Linked DNA regions of Mus musculus: region 2 is linked to region 1. The links are chromatin contacts, called in public promoter capture Hi-C maps. All regions are on one chromosome and are shown on one strand. Each heading gives the region's core, a stretch centred on a gene start, on an enhancer-like site or on the middle of the called end of the contact. The rest is flanking DNA. Distances are from core to core; before and after follow the strand shown. Region 1 overlaps Rasgrf2 (RAS protein-specific guanine nucleotide-releasing factor 2). Region 2 holds the start of Dhfr (dihydrofolate reductase).

Evidence for each region. Promoter capture Hi-C pulls out the DNA fragments that hold promoters and counts their contacts.
Region 2: a promoter capture Hi-C map of second pharyngeal arch cranial neural crest shows a contact between it and region 1, with 4 times the contacts expected there. The contact joins the promoter of Dhfr here to the enhancer-like site in region 1. A contact is called at or near these places in 9 of 39 promoter capture datasets (3T3-L1-derived adipocytes, the HPC-7 cell line, cranial neural crest and 6 more), 1 of 15 datasets of contacts at CTCF or cohesin (the NIH/3T3 cell line), 4 of 115 datasets of contacts at active chromatin or transcription factors (the SCID.adh cell line, embryonic forebrain, neural tube and 1 more) and 1 of 9 other capture datasets (adipose tissue).

The regions. Positions count from the first base shown.
Region 1 is chr13:91,937,700-91,943,073 of GRCm38.p6, forward strand. All of the region lies in intron 18 of Rasgrf2 (RAS protein-specific guanine nucleotide-releasing factor 2), which reads right to left. It overlaps Gm46435 (a long non-coding RNA gene), which reads left to right. Exons shown (of 3, transcript XR_003950706.1): 3 at 3,239-3,328. Among named protein-coding and RNA genes, the nearest start is that of Gm46435, 16 kb to the left of the region's middle. Within about 2 kb of position 1,367, at least 20 of the 459 cell types and tissues checked have an H3K27ac peak or open chromatin away from gene starts, as enhancers often do. A contact at or near this core is called in second pharyngeal arch cranial neural crest, where this site is marked.
Region 2 is chr13:92,351,355-92,356,578 of GRCm38.p6, forward strand. It overlaps Dhfr (dihydrofolate reductase), which reads left to right and starts at 3,429. Exons shown (of 6, transcript NM_010049.3): 1 at 3,429-3,990; 2 at 4,296-4,345. The coding sequence starts at 3,905. Msh3 (mutS homolog 3) reads right to left here and starts at 3,649. Exons shown (of 24, transcript NM_010829.2): 1 at 3,409-3,649; 2 at 1,871-1,988; 3 at 1-97. The coding sequence starts at 3,546. It also overlaps the pseudogene Gm19308.

The DNA.
Region 1 (5,374 bases), core at 117-2,616:
TATACTTGCTGTGGTGAGTCATCTGCATGTTTATCTGAAGAGATGTTTATGAGAACAAAGAAGAATGGTACCCTTCTCAGAAGACTTGGAGAGCGAGCACTGGGACTTGCTGGGAAATTAAATCCAGATTACCGCACACACACAGGAGTCCTTGATACTTCCCAAAGGAAGTGACTGAAGCTGAGAAAGAAGGGAGTTCAGATTTCTAAAGCTTACCCACCACGAAAATCATTGGCTAGGAAGTGCACACCAATTTAACACCCAACTGTCTAACAACATACCAGATGCACTGTGTTCTGGAACACGCCTAGCAAAGTAGCCAAGAGTTCTAAACTAGGATTCAGTTCTCAACTTCTAAGAGCCATATAGTAAGGGTCCTTACCTCACTAGCCTGCCCCTTCCAGAAGACGGAGATGGCATCTACTTCTCACTTCCTAATATAGTTATGATGGATATCTGTGACATCACTTACAAGTGACCTTCAAAACTGTAAGGGAGTTTACAAATGTGAAGTATGGGGTCATGTCTCTTCAAGTCCACAATGCAACCACAGAAAATGGGAACTAGCTCACAGGGTGGCAAACCTTCCCCACTACAGCAAGGAGACTGGATGAGATGAATACAGAAGCTGCTCGCCTTTGGTGCATTCCCTAACCAGGACTGACTTGTTTTGCACACCAGTCACTGGGATTGAGGTAACTGATTCTGGCATTGTGACACTGCTTGTCAGACGAAGTTCATCCTGACTCAGATGTTCTACGGTGTTTAATTAATTTTGAATTGTGCAGAGGATATTGAAAATTAGAGGCAAGCACAAAGAAAACTCTGCAAATGGGGGTGGGGAGGCAGATTATAATGTCTGTGCTGAGGCCACTTGGTTGTTACATGTTATTAAGCATGTAGTCTGTAGAGTGCATGATCTAATAACATTGAAAAGTAAGATCTTGGTTTCCCTGTGGCAATTTGCTGCATTTATTAAACACTCGCAACACTATAATTTTGCTCTATTTTCACTGGTCTATTTTTGGGTTTCTGTGCATTCGTAAGTCCTGATTTTCTAAGCCAGTGAAATACAATCCACCTCGGTGTCTGTCATCACTTCTCATTAAGGCACATGAGCCAAAACCTGAGGAAGACAGACTTACCCATACAGTAGACATCACCTCCCCTTAACCCAATACCAGCTAAACCCCTCACACTGTTGTAGGATGTTCACTTATTAAAATTCAGAGGATAAAAGTATTTCAAAGTTTAAAATCCTCAGCTGCCAGAGAAAGCTGACTAATTGGGAATGCATGTGAAATGCTCTGAAGCCATATTAACCTTGTCCTTCAGGGCTATGCCCTGGGGCTTTATTAGTTTGCTAATACGACATTTTCTTTTGATTTTTCAACTCCAGAGTTTAACCACATGGCCAGTAATGACACAGATTATAACCAGTGTGCTGGAAGTTCACATCACAATCAGTGTTTACCTCATGCCTGCCCATCTAAGCTCCTCAACTAAAATGTCCAATTTTAAAGAGCAGAGGTAATGCTTTTGGGGGATGGGGTGGTAGTAGTGTAATGGAGCCCTTACATGTTAGGCAGGCAGTCTGCTTTAGTGTGCCCTCACATGTAGCCCTCAGATTTCATTTTCTGTTTCCACTGGCAGCAGACAAAAGATTTAGACAACTGAATGAAGAACAAACAAAATCAAGAAAACACACACACACACATATGTAAAATTCAGTGAGTAATGAAGGAATTTTAGGAGAGATCTGAGTCTTCATAATGGTCTGTGATGATCCTCTCTGATTTACACCTTGTGCTTAGAACTTCTCTGGAGTCTGAGCCTGGCGTATACTCCCTAAACTCTAGCCCTTGAGAGGTGAGAGCAGAAGAACTGTGCCTTTGAGACTTGTCTAATATACACAGCCCTTCAAGGCCAGCCTGAGCTACATAGTGAGACTACATCTCAATCTCCCCAAGAAGTAGGGAAGCAGTTCAGTGGAACACTTGCCTAGTGTGTGTACCCCTGAGTTCAATCCCCACTCTACAAAGAGAGAAGGAAATCTCCCAATGGCTCTCAGTTCTGGGAGTCTTCCCAGCAAAGTGGGACCCAGAGGTCAACAGGGCTTGGATAGTTCACTCTACCCTCCTTGCCTGATCCTTTTTTTTTTTTTTTTTTTTGATCCCTTCACTACAGCCTCTCCTCTAAAGCTATTGGCTCAGTTTCCAGTTAGTTATATTACAGGAGGCAGGGTTTGAGGCTCAAAATCTCAAGTAACCATATGGTGAATGCAAAACATCTGTTGTCCTGGTAATGAAAAAATCCCTTAATCTTTTTTTCTCAGAATGCTTTAACATTTTTGTCTTAAGATTTCTAAATATCTTATAATTTTGAGGGTCCAGCTCTACCAAGAAGGGGGTTGTAAACTGGACCGAAACAAGCTCCTGGAAGTCAAAAGGCCGGGCCACGCGTAACACTGAGGCCAACATTAATTTTATCTCAAAATGATAATTACATCTTTAAACTCAGCATCACAGACAGACAATGGCTACACAGGGAGGAACATCTCCATCTGCAGAGGAGAGTGGAGCCATTAAGTGCCTCTCTATTGCTAAGCAACAGTGGAGCTAAGATCAAGAGACTCAAACATCACAAAGATGAGTCGATTCAGTTCTGAGCCCTACCGGTGATGGGAGAGGAGCAGCGCTGAGCAGAAACTCGGGCTATGAGGCAGACACATGTAATGTTACTGATGTCACATATACCATTTTCATTTCAACGTATTTGCTAGAACATAATCACAGGCCAGTATGTGTTCTGTGGGGGAGAACACAGACATGCTTCTTTTTCCAAAATGAAAATGCATTCATTAAATTCAATTTGATCAAGAATAAACTGAGTAAGCCTTAGGAATCTATGATGTCATCTGTATTGGTTACTCATCACTGTATTTATAAATTACTGTAAAACTTAAAGGCAAACAACAAGAACCTGTTATCTCAGGTTTTTCAGGATTCAATACTGGGACATGGCTCTGGGTTTCAAATGAATTCCTAAGTCTACATGCTCAACAGGCCTATAGTTGCTTGGAAGCTCTCCTAGGGCTTCCAGTATATTCCCAAGCTCATACACATGCCGCTGGTGGGCAGATCTCTTTAGTTTCTTGATTCATTGGTCTTTCCTTATGACAAGGAGACTGGTGGGGCAGATATTCCATCTTCAATTACATTAAAATATTTGTCAGCAGGAGATCTGTGACTGGACAGTAAAAGGGGAAGCAGAGTGAAGAGTTGCAGAGACAGAGAGCAACTTGGAGGAGAGGAAGAAGCCAAGATGGAGGCGGATGGACAGGAAGAAGATCCTGATCCCTCGTGGTTTTAAATAGCCACAGGTAGTTATGAATATCATATAGGGATAGAATAATTGGCATAACTTGTCTGATCTTGGTGGGCAGCTTGTATCATTATCAATTGGTTCTGAAATTATTGTGTGGGCATCTTGTGAATTGAGAATTTATTGATATATAAATCTGACTTGTTCATTATAAGCTTCTAGAGTTTCATTTCTACCGGGTTGCTGGGTGTTGTGGTGGCTGACCGTGGGTTGGACAGTTGTTGCCTGGGGCTGGCATGGCAGGGAAGGGAATTCAGGAGCTCTGGCCCAACTGGAGAGTTGGTGGGCAGAGAGTAGCTGTAGAGAGCATAGGAACTTGGTGGTTCTATTTTAATATTTCCCGCAACAGACTTGTTTCTTCCATAGCAAGTGGACCAAGAAAGCAATAGCCCAAGAGAGAGCACACTATTCCTTTGATGACTGAGTTAGTTAGTTTTCTGTAACTGAGACAAAACATCTGAGAAAACTATTCATGGATTTAGTTTGGGCTCATGATTTTAAAGATTTGAGTTTATGATCATTTGGACTCTGCAGTAGTTGAGACAGACCATCTGAGCAAGCAGCACGGTGCACAGCAGAGCAGCATACAGAGACAGAGGAAGACTCCCAGGGAAAGATGAACCCATCATAGTCCCACCCTAGGTGACTGTGATGGTTGACACTGTCAACTTGACAGGACCTAGAATCACCTAGGCACACTTCAGAGCTCACTAAGGGTGGCATCATACCATAGGCTGGGGGGGGGGGCGAGCTGGATAAAGAGAAAGCAAGCTGAATATGCATTTTTCTGCTTCTTGTAAATGCACTATAACCAGCTGCCTGGAGCGCTTATTGTTATGGCTTGCTTATCATGAAGGATTGTACCTTCAAACTGTGAACAAAATAAACACTTCCTTTTTAAAAATATGCTCCTTGCCAGGTATTTTGTCATGCCAGAGAGACAGGTATCTAATACACTTACCTACCTTCCTTAACCAGGCCTCATTTCTCAATTCACCTAGGAATTTGTCCGTTGACTGATCCACAGATAAACATTTAACCCTCAGGATACAAGCCTCTCTCAAAACCTAGCAGCAGTTAAGCAAGTCTATAACATATGAGCCTTTGGGTGCTGTTGTTAGATTCATATACCATAACAACAACTTATAGACAGCAAGTTTCCACTGATGGCTTCTACTTCATTTTCTGTCTGGGATGCAAGATACTAAACTCATCCTATAGCACTGGTTCTCAACCTCTGGGTCTCCATCCCCTTGGAGCTGAAAGACCTTTTCACAGGGGTTGCCTAAGACCATCAGAAAATTCAGATGTTTACACGACAATCAATAATAGTCACAAAATTACAGGTATGAAAGAGCAACAAAAATAATGTTATGGTTGGAGATCATCACAGCATGAGGCCTGTATTAAAGGGCTGCAGCATTAGAAAGGTCGAAGACCACTGTCCTATATGTAGAAAGTGAAAGTCATTACCTTTTCTCTCTGAAAGGAAGAAGTGTGAAAATTGCCAATATGGTTTTAAAATCACAAGACTGTTCAACAGAAATGTTTATGTTCTTTTCTAGACAGAAGAAGCTGCACTACAGAAATCCAAAAGACCAAGGTCAAGCTGTGTCCTCCACGTGTCTGTAAAACCGAGATTGGGATTCATGCTTTTTCTTTTTTGTTTATGTTTTTAAGCATCAAGGTCCACTGTGCCAAGACAATAAAGTGCTGGGGCAACACAACCAAGGTAGGTTGGTGGTTAGAAAAGAGCCAAATGACAGGATTCCAATCTGCTATTTATTGTAATTTTTAAATTCTGTATCTCATATTCTGTACTTGAAAGTGAGTGTAATAATAACAGCAGTAATAACCATAACAATAACTTACAAAATAAGCTAAATTGCTTGATATTAAGTATACTATGCTGAAATCTATGACTCCAAAATGATTGTATTTTGTTCACAGTACCACTACTCAATTTATATACATAAATATCCACTGGGCA
Region 2 (5,224 bases), core at 2,179-4,678, 420 kb after region 1:
TGGACTCTGTTTTGAGGGAGGGCAGAATCACAGCAGAATTCTTTCAACTTTTCCAGGGACTTTAAAACAATCCTGGGCCTCAGACATTTCTTTGCCTCTTGGGAAATATGAAGAAAAAAACACACCAATAGTATTTTGGCTTCACTAGGACAATTCATAACTTGCATAGAATTTTTCAGAAGGACATTCCCATTGGAGCAATGCACCTAGCTATAATGTGATAAAGAACACCATGTTCAAGGTAAAGATGACCCATTTAAGCATACATATAATTTCATTCACTGATGAAATCCACAGAGAAGTATAGTCAAAGAGGCTGGCAAGATGGCTCTGCAGGAATGGTGTCACCAAGTTGATGACCTATGTTCTGTGATGACCAGAAACAACAAGATGGGGGGAGAAAGCCAACTCCTTCGAGCTATGCTCTGACCTCTACACATATATGGCTCCCATGCACAGATGCGCGCGCGCGCGCACACACACACACACACACACACACACAATAAACACACAATAAAAGAATAAGCAGTGCAATTTTAATTTTAAAAAGCAGAACTCTAGTGGAACTCTGCTTCTTGTTTCTTTGCGTATAATGACAGACAGGCCAGGTATATGAAGCTAGACAGGGAACTGATGTATAGTCACTAATTCAGTACACAAGAGTCACACCCAATCCTTAGAAAAGCAAAAAGCCAATTCAATTGGCAACACAAAATGCTTAAGTCTCAGAATGGGGCCACCATGGAGTCTGGAAAGCTCTGAAATAAAAAGAACTGATTCAAAGTAAACTGAGCCTACATTCTTCTCACCCTTCAAGCTCTGAGAGCCTTTCTCCCACTCAGCACGGACTAGAGACTTCTCTGGAAAGGTGTAATATGCAGAATTTCTGGTTATAAACTATCCCAGGAAAATGATAAGAGCCAAAGCTGACTGGATGCAGAAATAAAAGGGATGAAAAAGTCAAAATGGTAGATGCAGGAGACAAGATGGTCATGAGCAGGGTTAGAGGTATAGGTCATGAAGAGGCTCTGTTCACCAGTACAGCTCTTGAAGTCAAACATGAAAGAGTTAAGATAGATAATAAGAAGGCTCGCTGGGGCAGGGAAAGGTGGCGCACACCTTTACTCCCAGCACTTAAGAGGCAAAGGCAGGTGGATTTCTGAGTTCGAGGCCAGCCTGGTCTACAGAATAGCCAGGGCTATATAGAGAAACCCTGTCTCCAACAACAACAGCAGCAAAGGCTCATTGGGGACTGGAAGAGAGCTTCCTAGGTAAGAGTGCTTACCAACAAGTCTTAGAAGCTGAGTTCAAAGCCAGAACTCACACAACGTAAGGAGAGAAATAACTCATGCAAATTGTCCTCTGACCTCTTTTACCTATGTACTATGACACACACAAATAAATGTGATAAATAGATCATTAGCAAATGTTTCATCTTTATAACCAAGATTTAAAACATAACATGGCAGGAGAGATTGTCCAGTGGTTAGTGCACATACCACCCTTCCATCAGAGAACCTGAATTGCCAGCAACCACATCAGATGGCTGATAACCACCTGTGACTCCAGCTCTCAGAGGATTACATGCCTCGTGCCTATGCAGGCATCTACACTCACAACACACACACACACACACACTCGCAAAACACACATACACACTTTTTAAAAAATACAGCAATAGTGAACAAAAGAGAAAGTTGGAAGAACTACTAAGAGAACTGAGCTCCTCTGTGGGCCTAGCCTCTCAACCAGCAGCTGAGGAGCAGCAGGGCTCCTTCCCTACACAGGAAAACAAAGCTCAGCACTCCCATGATCCCCTCTGCCTTCTGGGGAAGCCAGCAGCTGAGAATACTTAGTCTCTGGCACTCACCAGGGTGGTGAGCTGCTACTGAGATGTTTTCTTCCTCCTTCTCTGGAACTTTCCTTGCTTTTTTCTTAGTGGGCCCACCATTTCCCAGTGACCTCTTCCTGCTGTCACCTTCTGTCACCTGTATCGGGAAGGTTGGAAATGGTGTATTAACACTATTCTAAAGCTTGAAGTCTCTGGAGTTATTTAACCTTGCTGCAGAATGATAGTAAGTTCCTGCCTGCCACTCTACTTTTTACTCTGAAAAGGCTGTTGGGGGTGACTGTTTTTGCCATCAGAGACAGAAACTGGCAGGAACAGTCTCTCATTACCTCACATTCTACTAAAATTATGTGGAATTCTCTACTTTCCTACTCATATGTTAAATAAAATACTTCTACAAGATCAATTTTAAAAAATCTATTTTCAAAATGCAAAATTATAGAAGGAAGAGGAGTAATAAACGACCAATGTATTTCCTGTTTCAAAGCTTCCATTCACTATTAAAAGATGTCCTGAGACTATCTGTTGGCAGATAATCTATGAAAAACTTAAAACTTTTGCCTAATATCCTCTCAGTGGTGAGTGCAAAATGAATCTTAGTGAATGTACAGAAATAAAAAAAAAGCCTTAAAAAGAGAGAGTAGAGCATTAGTCAGTATTGGAAAGAAATATAAATGAAATGGGTTAAGATTCTTAAACTGATTTGCAACTGCAGTAAAATACAGGAGATGCCCGTTACAATCACCTTCTACATCTTCAGTCTGGGAAATGACCGAGGCCTTAACTCACCCTGAACAAGTGTGACACATTGCCAGCTAGTGTGGGAAACATCCTTGGGCCTGTGTTTGTGGCAGTATCACGATGGGGTTTTGGTTTTGTTTCTCTTTGCTTTGCTTTGAACTATCTGATGGGCTGCAAGCAACAGGAAGTAGCCAACTATAAGCATGTACAGAAACTTCATCCATCTAAATGCTTACACTGGAAATCTGTACAGTAAAACGATATTCTGGCACGGGGATCAGAAAGACAGAGCACATGGTTTTGAATTCTGAGAAACTAGCCTTAATGACAGCTTTCTTCTAGTCAGCCAAGCAAGCATATGTAAATAAAGCTCCTCTTCAACCATCAATACAGTAGGGAAAATGTAAAGGAAAGAATGAAGAACAGAGGTTAAAAAACGCATCCTGGGCCGGCCGGCCAGTCCTCGCCATTCACCACGATAGAAGTTTCTGGCTCGGGTTCCGGCTACCGACTGGAAGCACCAAGACCTCAAATCTATTACCGCTGGTCGGGTAAAAAAGTCAACTAAAACAAGGACCAGAAGAAGCCGCCACCTTAAGCCTTCCCTGGCCCCGCCCCTTAGCCCTACCCACCATTAATAAGCTCTCCATAAGGCCTCCGCTTCCGGCCACGACGGCTACGCACCCGCCCCACCCTGACCCCGCCCCTAGCGGTCCGGCCCCACCCCGCCCTCTAGCTCCGCCCCGTCCCAGACAGAACCCGCCCGGGACGGCCTTCGCCTAGGTGGACGCTAGGGGCGCCGCGGAGCCGTACTTTACCTTCTCTGCTGGCTCCGTGGAGGACGCGCTGGATCTTAGGCTTCCCGCAGACCTGAAGAACCGGCTTAGAACCGTTTGCCTCCCCGGGCCTGGGCCGGCGGCAGTAGAGCCTCCCGACGCGGATTTCCCGCGGGGCATTGCAGTGTGCAGAAGAGCCGGCCTGCTAGGAGCGCGAGCGCGCGGCCGCACTTTCTCGCGCCTGCGCGCGCGCACGCCTCAACCTGTGCGGGACCGGCCTTGGGGGCGGAGCCTTAGCTACACAAATAGAATGCGCGGCGGGCCTTGGTGGGGGCGGGGCCTTAGCTGCACAAATAGGATGCGCGGCGGGCCTTGGTAGGGGCGGAGCCTTAGCTGCACAAATAGGATGCGCGGCGGGCCTTGGTGGGGGCGGGGCCTAAGCTGCGCAAGTGGTACACAGCTCAGGGCTGCGATTTCGCGCCAAACTTGACGGCAATCCTAGCGTGAAGGCTGGTAGGATTTTATCCCCGCTGCCATCATGGTTCGACCATTGAACTGCATCGTCGCCGTGTCCCAAAATATGGGGATTGGCAAGAACGGAGACCTACCCTGGCCTCCGCTCAGGTATTGGCCGGGCTGGGCTCGGGAAACTGAGGCGGTTCACTGAGTAGGGTCATGCACTTGGCTTGGACGCGCGGGACGGGCGTGAGCGGTAGGCCTACCGGCCTCAGCCAGAGACCAAGCTACCGGTTCCCGCGGTGATCCCCCTGCTGTGCCAGCCTTTGCTCACAGGCTCCCTGGCCGGGAGCAAAGTCCTGTCCTTGAGCGGGCAGCAACACCACCCCCCACACCCACACCGGACTTGCACCTTTCGTCGCTGAATGGAGCCTGAGCATACATGACGGGTTAACTGTTTCTCTAACTTTCAGGAACGAGTTCAAGTACTTCCAAAGAATGACCACAACCTCTTCAGTGGAAGGTAATGTAGAGTAATTAAGTCATGAGAATTATGTTTGCTTGAAGCAAGATTTACATGGTAGAGGTATGAGTAGAAAGTCTCCCCTGGGAATCTGGGATCTCTGTTTCTTGCTAGAAATTTTTGTGCGATTCCCAGATTTTATTAAACATCCTCTTAGAATACTCTATGTTTGAAATTTTGTTAGCAAGTGCATATAGCTCGAATATAACTGGGCAGAATCGGCAGCAAAATTTAGCACTTTGAATAGAGACCTGAGCCGGTATTTAGAATTGTTACTGAAAGACAGAAGACTTGAGTAAATGGAGAAAAATGCAGGGGAGAAGAGGCTAAAAATAATTTAAATCTGTTGGCTTTAGGAAGACACGGTGGGATGAAGGCTGTGGTCTTCAGTGAGGCAGTCTGGGTGACTGACTTTAAAAGAATGGGGAGTGGTGTGCAATAATTATAAGGCAGTTTCCCATTACTTGTGATTGTAAGGACATTCGCTGTAATTCTTCCTAACAGACATGTTTGCTTATTGCTTATCATTGTAGGAGAGGAGGGCAGAGCTGATGGGAAAAAGAAGTCAGCAGTGTAGATGTTGAACATTAGTAGAGAACATAGTAGGTCACTGTGTAGACAGGTTGACAAATGCCATCTTGGGGGCGTGGCACAAAACATGCACACAAGCCACCTATTCATGTTCTCTACTGAGTAGCCTGGCGTTGGGATTAATGAGTCTGATGGCCAGCTGTGCTGCTCTTTCTACGATGACTCCTCAGTTCTTAGAGGGCACACTGTGAGCAATCTCAGCACAGCAAGATTTGTTACACATCAGCTGCACCTCCAGCTCCTTGCCATTGTGGACCAGAAAGTTCTAGAGCCGCTAGGCAGCATGTG